Regions from separate parts of the Macaca mulatta genome. Here region 2 is linked to region 1. The links are chromatin contacts, called in public Hi-C maps. All regions are on one chromosome and are shown on one strand. Each heading gives the region's core, a stretch centred on a gene start, on an enhancer-like site or on the middle of the called end of the contact. The rest is flanking DNA. Distances are from core to core; before and after follow the strand shown. Region 1 holds the start of CLCN3 (chloride voltage-gated channel 3). Region 2 holds the start of HPF1 (histone PARylation factor 1).

Region 1 (2,532 bases), core at 16-2,515:
GAGGTCCTAAGAAGCTTGACTGCACTGTGATCACCACCATGGGTACTATACCAGCTCTGAAGCCCAGAACTGTCTTTGAGAATATTCAATTCTGCCTTAGAAGAAATAGAACAAAACTCACGTGTTACTAGCCTGCAAAACAGTCAGTGGAGCACATATACGTAAAAATAGAAAAGTCTGGCGAGACCAGGTCATATTTAATATTGATGAGGCGTAAAATATACAACACGCACTTAATATTCATTAATCAGTATATATTCATAACATACTAAATACACAGGAGATATTAAACGTTCACGGGTCTTAATTCTGCCACCCAGTGGTAACACTCAAAAGTGATCTCACCAAAGAAATGCAAAACCTGTATCTGCTCACCAGGCTATTAGCATGCTACTGCTGTGGCCACCATTCTTCCACTGCATCCGCCCTGCCCCTGCATCGGAATATAGCTCCTTGAACACGGGATCAGGTTTACTGAATTGTATGACCCACGCTGGGAGCTCAATAAAAGTTGCTAAACGGAAATGAAACCAATTCAGACCGTGTAGAAACCCCAGATTACATCTTTTCTTCAAACATTTAATTTCCAAGCAGTATTTTGAAAATGCGTGATAGCTAAATTCGAGTTATCCTTTTTGTATGTATGTTAGGCACACACCCGGCGATGACATACAAAGCGAGGTGACACCACCGCACTCCCGGCCCGCACGTCACCTATAAGCACAGGGGACTTTTGGTCCTGGTTTATTTCCGAAGGCTGGCACTTCTCTTCGATCTAAGTTTTAGGAACCTGTGCTCGTCAACAGCTATCAATACTTTTTATTTTCAAGGCTGATGCCTGCCAGAGTTTCACAAGCTGCTTGCTCCCGGACGCTGTGGTCTCTCGCTGGAATGGATCCGAACTCCGCGTGACGCTGGGAACGGTCAGCGCCTGTTGCCTCACGAAAACGTCTCCCACAAGCTGGCCGCCTCGCGCGAGGTCAGCGGCAGGGCAAACAGGAATGCGTGAGTGACGTGAGCTAATCGCTAATGAAAAGCTTCACACCCCGGCGGCCCTCAGAGCCAGGGAGCTCGCTCGGCTCCTCCTCCTCGAGACCCAGCCTCGGCCCGCCCACCATTCCCACGCCGCCCAATAGGCGCCGACGCGGCTCAGAGAGTGGTCGGAGGAGGAGGTGTTGGGACGGCCGTCGCTGAACGGCCGTTCACGTCAACGTAGTGACGTCACGCGTCGACGCTGGGGACGTACCTGTCGGGTTCTGACTCTTGCCGTTTCTCTTCCCCTTCCGTGGGTCAGGGCCGGTCCGGTCCGGAACTTGCAGACCCTTTCCCAGTGTTCTAGTTCGCCCGCGACCCGGAATAATGATCAAGAAGGGTGTGGTGGGTTGAAAGCCGTCCTACTTTACTCCCGAGTTAGGGCATGGATTCAGTTTTAGTCTTAAGGGGAAGTGAGGTTGAAGATTTTTATTTTTAATTTTGGGCAGAAGCAGGTTGACTCTAGGGATCTCCAGAGCGAGAGGATTTAACTTCATGTTGCTCCCGTGTTTGAAGGAGGACAATAAAAGTCCAATCTGGCAAAATTTCCGTAACCTCTGCAGTAGAAAACGTCAGGTATCTTTTAAATCGCGATAGTTTTCGTTGTGTCAGGTTTTCTTCGGTGGAGCTCCCAGGGAAGCTAGGTTTTAGGTTTGAAACAGATGCAGAATCCAAAGGCAGCGCAAAAAACAGCCACCGATTTTGCTATGTCTCTGAGCTGCGAGGTGAGTTGCATTGTATGAGCGAAGATTCGTCAGCTCTCCTGTTCACAGATTTTGGGTCAACTATGAGGCCACAGCCCTCATCTTGGTTTCTCTTATAATGTACCTACATAATGTTGAAAGGTACATCATGAATTGGGATGCAAACCCATCCTGATTAGGTGTATACCCTCAGACATTCTTTAAAATTTCACACATCTGCTTCAGGAACCGTCGAAGGACCTCTGAATAGAATGGAAGTGGGTTCCAGGAGAAGATTAACTTTAAACTTAGAGGAGTGGGTTTAACTTTCGCCTAATTTTCCCCAATTTAAAAATAATATTCATTTTTTCTATCTTTAGATGTATGTGTATGTAAAATATTTTGTGTGTGTATATATTTGTGGTTTGATCTTAAACTTGACCAGAAACTGCCTTAGAATCTCAGAAATTAGCTTTGCATGTGGTATGCTTTATTTGTATGGCATTTTAAAACTGCGGAGCACATAGAAGATAATTACATACGTATTGTGCATATTAGAAACTGAGATTTCTGTTTCCTTTGGAAAGAAATTCCTGTTCATGGCATTGAATCAACAGTGACCATACCTTTTACATAGATACGTAATTCAGAAGTTCAGTTCTACAAACGTAAACTTTTTGAGCTATGCAGTTCAGTTACTGCAGCATCATTGTGACTTGTATAATTGTTGAATCTTTCCAGAATTGCTTTTACTTTCATCTTTAAAGAGTTAATTTAGAATATTTTTTTTATGAGGTCGGTATGGAGATAACTATCG
Region 2 (2,532 bases), core at 19-2,518, 140 kb after region 1:
TTATTATATGTAAAAATATACAGGGCAGTCCTAGCACATAATACACAAATGCTGGCCTTTATGGTTATAGTCTCTATAGACTCATCTTCATTTCTGGTATTGTATTTCTAGTTAAGCACATCACTCCACCAAAGCAGTTCTTCACTGCACCTTCAAAGAGAATTTTTTCAGCTGTGCCTTAACTCACACACTAGTTCAGCATCTCCATATCCCTAACAACTAGAATTTAGAACACCTGTCCCCTTCGGAGGCTACTCTTCTTCTTTGCCCTGGTATTCCTAGAGTGCATGAGCCAATATGAAGAATGCCTATACGCACAGCCCTTTAACAGTTATTTAACCCCTCTAAGACTGTCTCACCCTGTCCGATTTATGGCACTGCCAGAGGAATTTTTCTAAAACTTTAGTTATCACAACGGCACCTCTTTCCTGCCTGATTCCCCTTATTGCTACTGTGGAGGTTACAGAACTTCCGAAATCGTAGTAAAGTACGAGAGAATGCACATACTTTCTCGTCCTCCCCTCTCAGTAGTGCTTTTATGATCAGGTCCCTCTTTCCCATTTCCCTGGCTCTAGCCAAGCCGAACGCTCCGCTAAGCCCAAACATCTCCTAGTTTTTTGTCTCAAAATCTTATTCATCTGCCTTCAAAACCCTTTTTCAAAGAGTTGTCTTAAAAGTCTTCTTTAACACCCCCTGGGACTTGTTAAATCCTCCTTCAGTGTTTCCATAGCACTTTTTACACACCAGCTTTATAATCCCAAACAAAAAAGTAACAGTAGACTGCGTATTCGCTTGTGCCCCTCCTCCCCAGGCCGGGGGCTCAAGGAGCAGGGGCAGGCGGGTTGACCCCGAATCCGCAGCGTCCCGCACAATGTCTAGAATGTAATCGGTTCCCCATCAATCTGGTTGGGCGAATGAATGAACCGCCGGCTGGCTTAATCCGTTTCCCCAGGAAATGCGCCAAGAGGAGCTGGGCAGAAGACGCGGAAGCCCTACTTTCCTTGTCCAACCCCCTGCAGGGCGCGAAACAGCGGCCCTGGGCAGGGTCCCCGCAGCAAACCGCAGCCCCCAGACACACAGCAAGCTTAATAATCACTGGATGAATGAAACGCGCTGCCTCCTGGTGCCCTAGCTGTCACCCAAAGCGCCCCGCGTAGCCCGCACAGCCTTTCCGGCAGTACCTGCGGCCCCTCCCCGCCGGGCCTGCGCTTCCCGCCACCGCCGACCATTCTGCAGCTGCAGCGCCAGCAGAATTCCCCGATACGCGGCCGCTTCCGAGCGCCCCCAACTGCTTCCGGGTTCAAAAGCCTCCAATCCGAATCTCAGCGCCGCCGGGGCGCGCCAATTTAGGGGAAAGGCCCCGCCCATTCCCCGCCCCCTGAGACCTGGCGCCGGGCGCATTGAGGCCCCGCCCACTCCCCTAATGGGCGCGGGAAAGGAGCGTCTTCTGTCTGCGTAGTCTGCATCTAGGCTTTCAGGAGCATCTTCCAGGCTCGCTCCAGAGACCCCCTAGACTCCTGAATCTGAATCCGTTAGAATGGTCCAACCTTCCTCTTTAGGTGTCTACTAGAGGCAAGTTTGGATGTATGCGGCTGTCCTCAATACAGCCCCTTCCTTGTTTTTTCTTCAATTATATTTACTTAAAATATTAATCCTTTTCTCCTTCTCCCCCATCCCTCTCTCTCCCCTACTTTACGGTTATTGGCTTACACTAATTCAATCCCGATTATCTCCAAGAAGGAAATCAATGTCTGTCGGTCTCTGTCTTCGTACCGTCGTCTTATAGGTACAATTTGGACTGTTTTTTCTCTACACCCCTGATACGCAAAGTGTAGTACCTGAACCAGCAGCCTCAGCATCCTGAGGGAATTTGTTAAAAACGCCAAATCTCAGGCCCTACCCCGACTTACTGAATCAGTATCTGCATTGCAACAAGATCCCCTGGTAATTCCTATGCACATCAAAATCTGGAAGGCACAGCTCTCAACTGATGTCCTTGGGCCTCCTTCACATCCATCATGGGAAGGTCTTATTCCTCATTCCTGAGATGAGTTCTCTATTTCCTGAATCTGTGTCTTCCTTTTTCTTGATTATATATCCTCATGTTGTGGAACATAGCCGCCAATAGTTCCTTAAGGGAGGCTGCTGCCAGGTCTTTTTTCCCACAGAGCGTGCATATCTGGAACTGTTTTTATTCTGGCTGAGCACAGAGTTCTAGGTTGAAAATAATTTTCACCCGGAATATTGGAGGGCTTGCTCCACAATATTTTAGCTTCCAGAATTGCTGAGAAACTCTACGTCATTATATTTCCTTCTCCTTCACAGGTCACTAAATTTCTTGATATGTAAACCACTTTCGTTTCTGTTTTGTTTTGTCTCAAGAAGCTTTAGGATCTTTTCTTTATTCACAGTGTTCTAAGACACAATCTAGTGTCCTGGTTAGGGGTCTTTTCTCATTCCTATTGGTCAGTTTTTCAATCCTGAAACATATGTTCTTCAGTTATGGGAATTCTTCTGGTATTATTTATTTCA

What was found. A called contact is a pair of places that touch in the nucleus more often than the background predicts.
Region 2: a Hi-C map of fetal cortex germinal zone shows a contact between it and region 1, with 2.6 times the contacts expected there. The contact joins the promoter of HPF1 here to the promoter of CLCN3 in region 1. A contact is called at or near these places in 4 of 14 Hi-C or Micro-C datasets (CD4 T cells, cortical neurons, fetal cortex germinal zone and 1 more).

The regions. Positions count from the first base shown.
Region 1 is chr5:178,087,362-178,089,893 of T2T-MMU8v2.0, forward strand. CLCN3 (chloride voltage-gated channel 3) reads left to right here and starts at 1,266. Exons shown (of 13, transcript XM_015139499.3): 1 at 1,266-1,757.
Region 2 is chr5:178,224,143-178,226,674 of T2T-MMU8v2.0, forward strand. It overlaps HPF1 (histone PARylation factor 1), which reads right to left and starts at 1,269. Exons shown (of 8, transcript NM_001260760.2): 1 at 1,182-1,269. The coding sequence starts at 1,229.